Linked DNA regions of Mus musculus: regions 2, 3, 4 and 5 are each linked to region 1. Evidence: chromatin contacts called from public promoter capture Hi-C data. All regions are on one chromosome and are shown on one strand. Each heading gives the region's core, a stretch centred on a gene start, on an enhancer-like site or on the middle of the called end of the contact. The rest is flanking DNA. Distances are from core to core; before and after follow the strand shown.

Region 1 (2,700 bases), core at 81-2,580:
GGTCTCAAAAATAACTAGAATTCCTAGCCTTTGTAACAAGGTCAGCTCTATTACAGCATACGAAGCAATGCAATTTGTAGCTGTAAATTTTTCTGAGCTGTTTTGAGCATTCAAGTTACAATTCAGTGCTCCACGAGATATTCCAGTAGCTCAAAATGCTCCACCATCTATGAAGAAAGACTGGTTTTATAGGCAGAAAAAAAGTGACAATATAAATAAACATGATGGCTATTTCGTTCTGGAGACACCCAGTAGGAATCTTGGCCATTAAGTTAATGACCCATATTCTTTCGGCAAACTATTTTATTAGAGTGATTATATGTATGTGTGCAGAATGGTCCTCAGCATTGTAACTGAACCTCCAAGAACAACCTGTAGTAGTTTCTGAGGCCGGAACTCAGGTCTGCAGGCTTGACAGCGAGTGCCTTTACCAGCTGAGCCATCTTTCCCGTTCTCAGCTCAAATTCTTTTCTCAGAAAAGTTAACATGTGGGCATTTACTATTTATGTCAATTAAAGCTATGGCCAATCCTTCAACAAATCAGGCTAGTGAAAATCCTACCGGCGGAGGCACGTGACTATTTAAACCTTCCCTAATAGTTCTAACCACATGCAACTAAAATTCTAACAGTTCAATTAAAAAACAAAACAAAACAAAAAAATCCCAGTTGCAATAACACTTTAAGTGCTCAGACGGCTAGTGGTTGTTCCTTGACTAGGTTGAGTGAATTTAATAGTTCACTGATCCTTATGTGTTCTTCCTTTGCTAGAGGATGTTATTCTTGCACTAAGGCGAGTTTTACATATTCACTTAAAAAAATTAAAATAGAAAATTAGGAAAGTTTTGGGACATCTTGCTTCTGGTTGCTAAACTCCGGCTGCTCCTCAGAGGCGCGTTTACATTCTTCAGATTAACAGCTAAAAGGCAGGGCAGGGTGACCTTGAAGCCGCAGGAACATCTGAGCGATGCTCTAACCCCAGCCCGCCGGACACGCCTCCTTTACCCCTCTCTGCTGTCAATCACCAGAAAGTAGGCCGGCCCACCACTTCCGGAGGAGGGCGGCAAGTTCCGGCTTCCGCCTCCCGGCCACCCCGTTCTCTCCCCCTGAGGCGCGCACCCTCCTCGCACCCTGCTAGCTCGGCCGCCGCCGCCTCGAGCGCGTCCAGTAACAGGAACGTGTCCTCCGCTGGCTCGTACACGTCGCGGAAGGCTCCGCGACCCACGTGCCCGTACAACGGCGTGGGGACACTCGGCGCCGCCATCTTTTCCCTTCCGCTTCCTATGGGCGGGCGTTGAGTACGCACGCGTCAGGCTTGCTGCGCATGCGCTTTTGTCTTACACTGGGTGGCGTTTGGGGTGAAAGAGCTTGTTGGGCTCTCTGGAACTTTTAAGCAACCTCTAACATCCGTTTTCAACTTGTGCTTACTTTTATCGGCTACCCTAATATTGAGCATCGTCAGTTATTTTGTACTAAGGTGACTGCTTTATTCTAATGACATTTGGAAAGTTTCTTCCCTTTTAAACTTGTAAGCACTTGCAAAAATAGTGTTTACAAAATTTATTGTTTTTTAAGCAACTGAAATGTAAATACCCATCTATAAGATTATGACTACTTTTATTTGCTTAATTTTGTTATACAGATTCTCACTGTCTTGGAATTTACTATGTAGGCCAGTCTGGCCAGGAACTCATAGTGATCCTCCACCTGCCTCTGTCTCCTGAGTGCTGGGACTATAAAAGCTGTGGCACCATGCCCAGCTTTTATGACTTTTAATTTTTATTTTGTATTTGACAATATTATACATGGATAACACTTTCATTCATTGAAATTATAGTTTGGGCTGGGCTGTGGTGGCTCTTGCCTTTAATCCCAGCACTCTGGAGACCGAGGCAGGCAGATCTCTGCTTGTTCTACAAAGAGAGTTCCAGGACAGCCAGGGCTACATAAAGAAATCCAGTCTCCGAAAAACAATGAAACAAAACAGAGACAATGGTTTGGAGGGCTGGGGAAGTGCTCAGGGGTTGAGACCTTGTACTGCACTTGAAGAAGACAAAAGTTTGGTTTCCTGCACCTTTGTTTGGTGGCTCACAACTCCCTATAACCCCAGCTCCAGGTTGTTGCTCTTCCTGCGTCAGTGTCACTGTTGTGCCCATACATACAGGCAAAAAAATAACATACAGAAAATCATAGTCTTTAAAAAAATGTAAGGGGCTGGAGAGATGGTTCTGGAATAAGGCTATTATTGAGGACTAGAATTTGGTCCCCAGTACCCACAGCAGGTGGTTCACAAACAGAGTAACTCCAGTTCCTGGGAGTTAAATCTTCTGTTCTCTGGCGGCATCACAAATACAGACTTGAAAATGGCAAGAAAGCTCTGCTGGTAAAAGGCAGGTAGGTGCTGCCAAACCTGAGCACATGGAGCAGGTCCCTGAGACTCACACAGTGGAAGGAGAAAACCTATTCTTAGAGTTCTCAGACCTCCAAGGGTATGGCAGCATACATGTGCACACATGCACAAACATCTAAATATAATACGGAAATATTTTTTTAGAGTGTCATGTGCCGCGAGAATTTGTTATTTTCACATGCATCCTTAAAATGTCTTTGGCATACAAGCAATGAAATGAAATAGCCGTTCTTTCTCAGTTGTTTCCCAGAGGATTTGTTTTTATGTATGTGAAGGTTGACTTTGCTCCAGG
Region 2 (2,700 bases), core at 102-2,601, 1.5 Mb after region 1:
CTCTTTTACTTTAACTGTTGTTTGGCCTTCTCCAGTCTTGGCCCTCGTGGTACCTTCCGTGAGAATGTATCATCTGAAAAAGCTATGTAAGTGTGCCTGCTCTCCTCTGAAGGAGTGGAGTTAAAAGGGATGGAGATGTGTAAATTATCCCGGGGTGTGTGCAGAGACCAGTACTGGACCCTGGCACAGGTCAACTTGCTGTGAGAAAGTCACTAGGGTTTCCTTTCACCTTCTTAGAATTGATAATTAGAGGAAACAAAGGATGGAGGAACTGAGTAGCAGGGGCCATGCCACCTGCCTACTAATAACCACCAATCACCTCCCCTCAAGTATTCTTCCCTGGGATATGAGCTTTGAAAATGAGAGGGCTGACAGTGAGTGGCTGACTTATAAGAAGAGTAGCAAGTAAACAAACAAAGGAGTGTTTGCCAGAAAGTGTGAGCACAAATGTAAAAGTCTGGGGTGGGGGTGCAGATTCCCCTTCAAGAGTTAACTCTTTCCCACCCTGACATCCTACAGCTCAGAGTTCCAGTGGCTGGGATAAGTGACAGATTGTGGGCACTGACCAACTATGCCCTGGAAAAAAAGCTGGGAGTACCGCCATTTATACACAAAGCCAAGGACTTCCCAGGCCGCAGCCGGCCCTGTTGGGGTCACCGCAGTGCTGCATGCCCAGAGACGCGCCAGGAAGCACCGGTGGCTGCCTGGCTGCTCAGCTGATGGCCGGGAGAAGTTAGTCACCCCTAGCCCGAAGTCAGCAAGTGTTGGAACGTGAACAAGCTAGGAGATGAGGAGGCTGGAAATCAGCTACCGGGACCGACTGGAGAGAACCAGGGAAAAGAGAGAGGGACTTGGGGTTGCACAGGCGGCTGCCCTGACCAGTGAAGTTACCAGGTCTACAAGGCCAGAGCGCACTGGCCGGCAAAATGAAGCAAGAACTTCATATCCCGCTCAAGAACAGCAAGGGGAAGGAGGCAGAGAGAGACTTTAAAAACACACCAAAACACCCCTTCAGGAGATGAGGTAAGCCGAGGTTAGCCAACCCCGATTGGTTGTGAAATACCACACAGAACCGGAGTTGCTGTGGCTTTAAATGAGGCCAAGAGAATTTTCTTGTTTTCTGCCCAAATACTTTTTCTCTCTCAATCTCTTTCTCACCCTTACTCCCTCCTTTGTCCCTCCTTCCACCTTGCTAGGTTCTGGCCCCTTCCTCCTTCCCGGTCTGCCTTTCCTCGATCACCCTCCTCCTCTCGCTGCTCCCTCCCCCATCAGATTAGGCGCGGACCGGGAAGGGTGGGAGTGGTGGGGGAAGCTCTCCCTTTAAGAGGCAGCGTGCAGTGACGAATTGTTGAAATTGCCATTGCAGGATGGCACGCCGCTATAAATTCATTGTCCCACCTCCTCGCATCTTCACAGCGCCTGAGCCGCTCTCCGCGCCCGTAGCAGCCGACTGGGGATGATCCCGGGCGGGAGGACGCGGCAACGGAAGGGACCGGGACGCGCCGCCTCGCTGGCTCTCCGCAGGCCGCCTCCTAGCTTTTGATTTTAAACATTTTTAGGTGTTTCCTTTGCTTGCTTTCTTTCCTTTTCTTTTCTCCCGTCTCATTTCTCCCTGCCTTCGGGTTCCAGCGGAGCCGAGGAAGCCCTGAGAATAAGAAAGGAAGTGGGTCGGAGCTTGGAAGCTTTGCAGCCCGCCAGCCCCGGGCTTCGAGGGGGCGGGAGCGGACGCGCACCAGTTGCGGGCCAGCGCGGTCGCCCTTCTTACTCTCTTAGCTCGTTTGTTTTGATCTGTTTGTGCAAAGATCTTGTCTGCGTTGGGCCTCTCTCCTTTTTTGTATTTGGTTGCTCTCCACCTCTTGGCTTTTACTCCCACCAACACCACCCTTTATTTAATTTTTTTTCTTTTATTTTATTTAAAATTTTTCTTCCTCCGTCTCTTGGACCTCCATTCCAAACATTTTCCAAACCAACAAAGAAAAAGTTCTCACAGTGGCACCGGTGCCAGGCCAGGCTGGCTCTCTGCTGCGGATTCCCCCTACCCTTTCCTGGACACTTGACTCAACCTTGCACGCCAGTGTGTAGAGTGTGCGGCTGTGGGTGGGTGGGTGGGAGGGCGAGCCCCCCACCCCCGCCCCTGAAACTTCTATAGCAAATAGCAAGCATCCAGCTAGACTCAGTCGCGCAGCCCCTCCCGGCGGGCAGCGCACTATGCGGCTCGAGTGGGCGCCCTTGTTGCTGCTACTGCTGCTGCTGAGCGCGTCCTGCCTGTCCCTGGCCGCTGACAGCCCCGCCGCGGCACCTGCCCAGGATAAAACCAGGCAGCCTCAGGCTGCAGCAGCGGCCGCCGAGCCGGACCAGCCGCAGGGGGAGGAAACACGGGAGCGAGGCCATTTACAACCCTTGGCCGGGCAGCGCAGGAGCGGCGGGCTGGTCCAGAATATAGACCAACTCTACTCTGGCGGTGGCAAAGTGGGCTACCTTGTCTACGCGGGCGGCCGGAGGTTCCTGCTGGACCTGGAGAGAGATGACACAGTGGGTGCTGCTGGTAGCATCGTTACTGCAGGAGGAGGGCTGAGCGCATCCTCTGGCCACCGGGGTCACTGTTTCTACAGAGGCACCGTGGACGGCAGCCCTCGATCCCTAGCTGTCTTTGACCTCTGCGGGGGTCTCGATGGCTTCTTTGCAGTCAAGCATGCGCGC
Region 3 (2,700 bases), core at 56-2,555, 1.6 Mb after region 1:
GCTAGCCTGCCTTCTTTCCCTCATTCCTTTCTTCCTTCTTTCGTTCCTTGTTTTTTCTTTCCTTCATTCCTTCTTTCCTTCCTTTCTTCCTCCCTTCTTTCCTTCCATTTTTCTTCTTTCCTTTCTTCTTTATTCATTCCTTCCTTGTGCTCCTTTTAATGCAGCCCTTTCTTCACCTGCTGTGTAATTTCAAATTTCTAGCCCTAGCAAAGAGATGGTGGGCATACTAATAAACAAATGAAAACCATTTAGGGCAGTGGTTCTCAAACTGTGGGCCACAACGGTTTCAGCAAACCTTTATCTCTAAAAATATTCACATGACGATTCATAACAATAGCAAAGTTGCAGTTATGAAAATGGAAAAAATAGTTTTATGGTTTGGGGTCACTGCAATGAGGATCCAAGTAATGTAAATATTAAAGGGTCAGCATTAGAAAGGTTGGGAACTACTGCCTTAGGGTATACTTGTGACTGCTTCCTTCTAGGCCTGTCATCGTCCTACGAAAGAATCATGCCAACGAAGGGACATCTTATTAGCTGGGATAGAGAGAAGCCATGTTTTGAGAGTATTCACATCCATGAAAGCTTTGAATGAATGTCAGCGGAAAGGGAACATTTGCAAGTAATATGATTTCCTACCTGTGCAAACTCAACAAAATATATCTGACAGTTTCCTAAAGATACTCCGAGACAAATGAAAATATATGCCAGGCTTGTTTATACAGAAGATGTCAAAATGCTCACAGCTCCTGACACACGTGATGGTAAAACAGATGATGACGCTAAGGAGAACGCAAAGTGACTGCTGAGGCTGAGGGAGCAGTGACCTTGAGTGTATTCTTTCCATATGATTTATCAGAGGGAACGGAAACGGCAGATGGCTTTGCTCAAAAATCACTGAAATGCTGTGAGTTTCTAAGATTTGGGAACTGATTTGATAAGCAGTCCCTGGCAGCACTAAGTCCCACGTCTTGAACGCGCTGTCATCTCATGGGAGTTTCTGCTGGTCACCCTTGGATTTTTGTTTTCTTTTCCAAGTTTCCCAAAGAAAATAAAACTGACAGTCTCAAGACTGGTAATCTGAGTCAAAGGGGGCCTCGATCCAATGGTTTTGCTGTGTTCTCGCAAACAACCAGAGTCATCACAGGCTTGTCTCCTACGTAAATAAGGTCTGCTGGGCGAGGGTTCCAGCATAACACGGGGTGAGTCACTGTTATTTATTTATGCTCTTTCTAGCTATCTCTAGAGAAAGAACTCTTTGGCAGGCTTCCCAGGACGTTTTCATAAGCTCTCTCCTCCACCCCCTTCCAGCCAGGCCCAGCCCTCACACTTCACAGCCCCTGCCTTTGGGCCTCTTCCTGCCTCTTCTCTAATACAATAGTAGCTACTAGGTCACAGGAACATCACCATCTCTTTGTCTCTGTGGCCTGGGCTTTTTACAGAAGTTGCTTTTAGTGTTCAGTCTTTTCTAGTCACTTGTCAGATGCTGTTTTTCATTTTTTTTTTTTTAAAGACAACTGTTGTCTTGAGGAATTTTCATTTGCAGATTCCCAACATAAGGCCACTGGGGTTCTTCTGGGGATGCTGGAAAAAGTATTGGAAGGGACTTCTCAACCTGGGACCCCTCGGGATGGGTTCCATAATACAAATGGAGAATTGTGTCCTTAGAAAATGCTGCATTCAGGAGAAAGGCATTCATTTTCCTGAAACGCACTTTGAAACTATTTCTCAGGGAACTATGCAGATGGGAAAATAGCCCCATGCGGCTTTCTCTGAGGTGAATATATTTCAGCGAGAATCAAAGAGAGAAATGTCTAAATTATGCTCCTGACCTGTGCCCAGTTCCTTGTCCTGACTGCCTTAGCTACTTTCCTGGTGTGGTGACCATATACTTGACACAAGCAACTTTCGGAAGGAAGGGTTTGCTTGTCTTATGGTTTGAGAGTGTGTCCCACCCTGGCAGCAGAGTCATGATGGTGATGAACCAACGTTAGCACTCAGCTAGCATTCTTCTCTTTGCTCTGTCCAAGACCTCGGACTACTGACCAATGCTAACCAAGTACATAACTGATGTGAGTCTTCTCATTTGTATTAACCTAATCTAGATAACCTCTTATAGACACAACCAGAGGTAAGTCTCTTTGGTGACTCTAAATTTTGTGACGCTGACAAGTGATATTAACTGCCACGTGGCTCTTGCATGCTTAGGCACTCTGAAGGTGAGAACTAAGAGACAACCCTAGAGCCTATGCCAAGCTTCAACCCTCTTCTCTAGCAATGGATTTTGACAATGGAGAAGTCGTTTGTGCTCAAAAGCCTCTTTCCTGTACTTCCAGGAAACTTCATACCCATTTCCTCCTACCTGTTACTTCTCAGTCTATTTTTTTGTAACCTCTAAAAACTACATAGTTTCACTTCTATGTCCTCAGTAAGTCTATTGTGTGCCTCTGACTTTAAATGCCACCCGATGCTGCAGACATTAAAGTTTTTAATCACCATTTTAAAACTCTCTCCTGAATTCAGTGACCAACTAGATAGCCTCAGTCTAAAGTACTGAAGCACTGAAAACCAACATGTCCAAGATGAACTCCTCAGCTCCTTCCCAGAGCAACCAACCACTGCTTGCACTTAGATGGAGACTGGGATGGTGGAAGGGAAGTGGGAAGGACAGAATGTCCTCATCTAGAACTTGGGAGTTAA
Region 4 (2,700 bases), core at 102-2,601, 1.8 Mb after region 1:
GGTTTGTTCTCTGAGATCCACATAGGAGAAGAAAAAGAAAGCTGTCCTCTGGCCTCTACATGTGCACACAGCATCCCTGCCTTAAATGAAATAAACATGTGAAAATGTTTTTCCAGAGTGGGATAGATTTGAATGATGACACTAAAACTTCACTGTGTTTAGCTGGAGGTGAGAGTGGGAACCGGTCAGGCTTCTCTTGGAGCAGTGGATGACAGGCTCTTCCTCAGGCAGTAAATCTAGTTAGGGATTCTATATATTCCCAGCCTATGGTCTATGGCTCTCATCCACTGGGAAACATTTTTCCAAGATGATAGACTAAATTAAGGTGCAGATACATTTAGCTTTTAAAGTGCGTATTGCTTCCTAAAAGCAGTATTTCTAGTTACTTGGTTTTATACTTACAGGTAATGTCTTCCATTCAATTTAATCTTTTAAAAGTGTAGTGAGTTGGCTGTAAAAATCTCCTGTCCTTACACACTCACTTTCTGTATGAACTTTGGAAGCCAATTTACCTGCAAAGCTTCAGGTTGGCAGTCCTATTAAGATCTAATTTATCCTCAAATTTGCAGAATAATCGAGGAAAACACATTATTTTACTGGCTTTTCTTAGTGAAGAGAAATATTTTCTTTTATTTTTTTTCTCTGTTTTCCTTTCTGCATAGAATTGAGCATTTCCATTTACAAAGAAAAAAATTGATTTAGAAAAGAGTTTCTGCCTTGATTGATTTTTCTATACAATTGTACAAGTTACTTGCTAATATTTAAATTCAAAATTTTATAATTGTATTTTCTTTCTCTTATCTAATTGCATAGGACAGTAACTCCAGAGCAGTAGCAGTGGCCAGACACCTCTTGTTTCATTCGTTTTCCCTGAATTTGCTTGAAACGCTTCAAGTGTGTGATAAATAGACATTTTACCAGCTTTCTGGTGAGAAAAGCTTTTCCGTCTAGTTTGTATAGTTACATATTCTTCGTTCCTTTTAAATCTGGAAACTCCCATCTTCATTTGTTTAGACAGGAAACCAAAGCCTCCATCTATTCCTTCGAAAACTAAATAAATAAAATAAGAGAAAGAAAAAAAAGAAGAAGAAAAAGGGATGGGGAGTGTTGTGGCCCAGAGAGGACAATAGACCTGTGGAACCAGGGGGTAGGCTAAACTGTAGCAAAAGCCAAACAACTCAGAAGTTCCTTCCTGCTGGAGCCAAGCACCCTGCCATTCTATAGAGGAAAACTCAGCGAAGTGGGGAGGAGTCCGTCACCTCCCCACCCCCATCCGACTTTGGTGCCACCCTCATAGATGAAACCTGAACCTGGGTGGCCAAGGACGCCAGAGAAGCTGCCGTTTGCTTGCCAGGGCACAGCACCTTTGGGCAGAACATAAAGCCCCTGCGGCAGCTCACCCGGGCTAGGACCACCAGCGCCCAGCTGCCCTGCAGCCGGCCGGATTCGCCAAGGCTGGGGTCATGGCCAGGGCGGCTTTGGACCCTGCTCTCAGGACCACATCCCTGTTCTCCTGACCGCCCTGTATCCTCCGCATCGCTGCTGGGGTTCACTCCAGTCGCTCCCAGGTCTACCGGTCTCTGTCCTAGAGAGCAGCTTGGGGCCACCGGCTTGGATGGACGCGCTGAGGCTGCCCCGGCGTCCAGGGGTCCTGCTTCCGAAGTTGATCCTGCTCTTTGTTTATGCAGGTCAGTGGCAGTGGGAACAGGGACAGAGGGTCCAGCCAGGGGCGTGGGGCCAACGCAGGAATGTAAAAGGGTGGCGATTCCCCTAGGAGGCAACACCAGACAGCCGCAATCTCAAACACCATCTCTCCTTTAACATTACTAATTTGCTGGTTTGCTTTCTTTTTTGTTTGTAAAGCAACTCAAAAGCTCGCATTTAAGGGGATTTAACCCGGCTAGTGTAAAAGTGTAAAGACACGGCCAGGATTTAAATGAACTTTGGTCTAGGGCCGCCAGAGACTCTTTAAAATACTTGAAACATAAAGGTGAAGTTATTCAAAATAAACGCATTAGTGACTCTTACATTTATCGCAGGCTACTGACATCTGGAATAGTCCATTTTCCCCTCTTTTAGAAGTCAGTTACTTTAGACATGTCCCGTATTTTGTTTGTTTGTTTGTTTGTTTTTGTTTTAGAAGCTCCACAAAATCGACTGAACAACTGTAGGCTCTGAGCTATACGGTCTGGGCGAAATAGGATTTCGCCAGGCAAATATGCTTTTCTTTTTTAAATGTGATTAAGCACCTGTTTGTGAAAGGCCTCTCGTTTCCCTCCTTATAATTATTCGTAGTGGCAATTGCTGATAATTAATGAAGCAGAGTGCTTTCCTTGTTCTAAGCTTGATAGAGAGCCTTATGTGGCCTTTCAGGGCTTACTCAAGTATAAATTTAATTACATGTGCGCTCCTTGCATCCTCGTGTTCACAGACAGTACAAGCTTAAAGCATCTTGTGTTTCTAACTTTCTAAGACAATGAATCACAGGCTGACCTAGGCGTAGGCCGAGCTGTTCAGCTCCCCTCACTTGCCAAGACAAGACACTCCAACTGAAAGGAAGATGTCCTTCAGCCTCCCTCCTTACAGCAAAAGAATTGAATTTCACCATTGTATCAAGATAATCAAATCCATTACCCTGATCTGACAGAAAGAAGTCCTTGCTGGCTGAAAATTTTAATCTATTAAGATTCAGACGAGGGC
Region 5 (2,700 bases), core at 195-2,694, 1.7 Mb after region 1:
TTTTTGTGATAACAAGTACATTGTCAAGTACAAGCTTCCACAATAAAAGAAGGTGACTAGGTAACATGTTCTAAGTAACTCTGATTGGCTGATAACTTTTGAGAGGGAAGAAAATGCGAATGAGCATCTAATTCTCCACTTGAGATTGAGTTGCCAAGTTGCAAAGATGTAGATAATAAATATTGTTGACTCCTAGCTAGCATAATAATGTAAAGGAATACAGCATTTTCATAACTGGCATACCATTTCAATGTGTTTCTATGTCCATCATTTTAAAATCTCACTTAAAGCCTAACAGACATTACCAGAAGTGCACGTTACACACACATACACATTTATAGCATTTAATTGAATACTAGTGTAGCTGTGACTTTTCTCATTGCTATGATCAAGCCTCAGACTGGATTCATCTGAATGGAGGAAAGGTTTATGTTCGCCTGGGTGTCACGGGAGTGAGGTGGTGGACAGAAAGGAGAGTCTGTCTGGGACCCCAGCCTAAACTCAGGGTGGGTCTGCCCACCTCAGTCAACTCAGTCTAGAAACTCCCTCACCAAGGTGTCCAGTGATTTGTGTCTGCAGCAGTTCTGAGTCCTGTCAAGCTGACTGGCCATCAATACTAGCTATCCCACCAGTTGCTAAACATTTTGGCACAAATTATGATCCATTAGTTCCCAAGAAAAATAGAACACTGTTTCACTGAAACTCTGACCATGACTGAATAATTTTCCCTGTTTTAACTCTTGGGATTTTTGTCTTATTCTTTCTGCCACTGTTTACAATATTAGATCAGTTTTGCCTATAGTGCTAAGATCTAAGGACAGCTAAAGAACTTCTACATGTGTCTAAGAGGGTTTATCTCACATTTTTGCTAAGCACCACTTAACTAGTTATTGAAATGCTCTTTAATTTTACCACTAATTCTTATCTAGCTATTTGAAATGTCAATATTAAGGAGGCTTCCCCAAAACAATATTGTTACACTTTTTGGAAACATCTATTGCTTACATTATGATTAATGAGAGAGAGAGAGAGAGAGAGAGAGAGAGAGAGAGAGAGAGAGAGATAACACACATATGCAAATGATATCCTTCAGCAGGCTTGTGGTTGTATATATTTCCAAAGATTCATTTCCTGTGCCTCTATCACTTGCTCTAAAGATAAGAACATCCCCATCTAAAAACCGTCACTCTTTCTTCTCAGGCGTCCGTCCTCCGAGGGTCTCTGCCTACGAAATCTTCTCTGGCAATCATCATCGCCCAGCCTGCAGATCAGGTTTCCTTGCTTCTCCCTTTCTGTTCCTCTTGCCTTTGCTGGCTGTGTCACAACTCTGTGGGTGGTCTGCTGTCATCACACTGTGCACCTGTCCCAATTAGCAAGCCTGAGCTGTTGCCAACACAGCAGGCTGAGTGCTGCTAAGCTGCCCCGTGGTGTGACCTCATGGCTCACCAGGCAGCATCTGGATGGTAGGTGCTGTCTAGACACCCGTTGGCTGGGACTGCGTGGTAGGCGAAGGGTATGGAGCCGGAGGTTTCTCACAGCATGGTTCAAGGTCAGAAAAGCACTCATGAGAAAATTAACATCTGGGACCAACTTACCCATCTCTGTCCTCTGGGAGCATCATGGGACCTGACACATACCAGCCTCAGATATTTGTTGAAATGTGTGTAGCAACTCTGCTTTTCCTTTGTGATCACAAAATCTAGAGTAATGTTGAGTCCAAGTACAGGACAACTCATGGGAGAAGAATTCTGGATTCCAATCTTCCTCTGCTGTATTTCAGCTTTGTGACAATGACTGTGTTTGTGGCGACCCTTTGCCCCAGTTTCATACTCTGTTTGCCCATCAGTGGCCTTGTTAGTGTGACCGGGATTCTTATTTAAAAAACAAAGGAAGAAAGGAAGGAAGGAAGGAAGGAAGGAAGGAAGAAAGAAAGAAAGAAAGAAAGAAAGAAAGAAAGAAAGAAAGAAAGAAAGAGAGAAAGAAAGAGAGAGAGAGAGAAAGGAAGAGAGAAAGGAAGAAAGCAAGCAAGCAAGCAGTGGCTTTGAAAAGTACTTAACATATAACTAAGAGACAAGTTTAAAGCTCAGAAATCACTGCAGTTTTGTTTGTTTTTGAGACAGAAACTCTCGTGGCCCAGAATGGCCACTCGAAATCCCTGGGTAACTAACGATGGCTTCAAACCTGTGATTCTTCTGTAACTAGCTCCCATGGGCTGGGATTACAGGCCTGAGCCATAATAGACTGTGTGGTTCTAGAGACAGAACCAGATCTCATCCATGCTGGGCAAGTTCCCTATGAACTGAGAAACATTCCAGCCTCATACCGTAATGTTTTTTTTAAAATCACAGTTCATTTCATCTGTAATCTTCTACTCAGCCTACCCACTTTGATAATTTTCCCACTCCTGTGCTTTTTAAATAGGACACCTATTTAACAACATTGCCAGTGAGCAATCAGAGTTAGTCAAAAGCGCTTCTTTACCTTCCTGTACTCCAGATCTTAAACTGGCCTCAGTAATGTCTTTGCAAAGACAGAGACTCCCAGCAACATTCTTGGGACCTTCATAAAGAGAGAGGAGAGGTGAGAGAATGTCCTAAGTCTTCCCTCCAAGCCTCAGCCATAAGTTTTTGATACACAGGTGCTAAGGAACCAGGCACCTCAACCTTGAGTTGTTGTCAGAAAACAATAAAGTGAGAAATG

What was found. Promoter capture Hi-C pulls out the DNA fragments that hold promoters and counts their contacts.
Region 2: a contact with region 1 is called in a promoter capture Hi-C map of hippocampal neurons, with 10 times the contacts expected there. The contact joins the promoter of Adamts5 here to the promoter of N6amt1 in region 1. A contact is called at or near these places in 7 of 39 promoter capture datasets (cranial neural crest, embryonic stem cells, hippocampal neurons and 2 more), 1 of 484 Hi-C or Micro-C datasets (embryonic stem cells), 4 of 115 datasets of contacts at active chromatin or transcription factors (astrocytes, embryonic stem cells and stem cell-derived neural progenitor cells) and 1 of 9 other capture datasets (embryonic stem cells).
Region 3: a contact with region 1 is called in a promoter capture Hi-C map of the 3T3-L1 cell line, with 20 times the contacts expected there. The contact joins the enhancer-like site here to the promoter of N6amt1 in region 1. A contact is called at or near these places in 10 of 39 promoter capture datasets (the 3T3-L1 cell line, cranial neural crest, frontonasal cranial neural crest and 5 more), 3 of 115 datasets of contacts at active chromatin or transcription factors (astrocytes, cardiomyocytes and embryonic stem cells) and 1 of 9 other capture datasets (embryonic stem cells).
Region 4: a promoter capture Hi-C map of liver shows a contact between it and region 1, with 8 times the contacts expected there. The contact joins the promoter of Cyyr1 here to the promoter of N6amt1 in region 1. A contact is called at or near these places in 3 of 39 promoter capture datasets (hippocampal neurons and liver).
Region 5: a contact with region 1 is called in a promoter capture Hi-C map of the 3T3-L1 cell line, with 13 times the contacts expected there. The contact joins the enhancer-like site here to the promoter of N6amt1 in region 1. A contact is called at or near these places in 6 of 39 promoter capture datasets (the 3T3-L1 cell line, 3T3-L1-derived adipocytes, hippocampal neurons and 1 more), 1 of 115 datasets of contacts at active chromatin or transcription factors (astrocytes) and 2 of 9 other capture datasets (adipose tissue and embryonic stem cells).

Annotation. Positions count from the first base shown.
Region 1 is chr16:87,352,815-87,355,514 of GRCm38.p6, reverse strand. N6amt1 (N-6 adenine-specific DNA methyltransferase 1 (putative)) reads right to left here and starts at 1,330. Exons shown (of 6, transcript NM_026366.2): 1 at 1,129-1,330. The coding sequence starts at 1,262.
Region 2 is chr16:85,899,776-85,902,475 of GRCm38.p6, reverse strand. It overlaps Adamts5 (a disintegrin-like and metallopeptidase (reprolysin type) with thrombospondin type 1 motif, 5 (aggrecanase-2)), which reads left to right and starts at 1,351. Exons shown (of 8, transcript NM_011782.2): 1 at 1,351-2,700. The coding sequence starts at 2,209. It overlaps Gm46558 (a long non-coding RNA gene), which reads right to left and starts at 2,676. Exons shown (of 3, transcript XR_001781962.2): 1 at 2,479-2,676; 2 at 1-1,645.
Region 3 is chr16:85,754,851-85,757,550 of GRCm38.p6, reverse strand. No RefSeq gene overlaps it. Among named protein-coding and RNA genes, the nearest start is that of Adamts1, 47 kb to the left of the region's middle. Within about 2 kb of position 1,305, at least 112 of the 459 cell types and tissues checked have an H3K27ac peak or open chromatin away from gene starts, as enhancers often do.
Region 4 is chr16:85,549,024-85,551,723 of GRCm38.p6, reverse strand. It overlaps Cyyr1 (cysteine and tyrosine-rich protein 1), which reads left to right and starts at 1,351. Exons shown (of 4, transcript NM_144853.3): 1 at 1,351-1,688. The coding sequence starts at 1,616.
Region 5 is chr16:85,679,300-85,681,999 of GRCm38.p6, reverse strand. No RefSeq gene overlaps it. Among named protein-coding and RNA genes, the nearest start is that of Gm52244, 120 kb to the right of the region's middle. Within about 2 kb of position 1,444, at least 26 of the 459 cell types and tissues checked have an H3K27ac peak or open chromatin away from gene starts, as enhancers often do.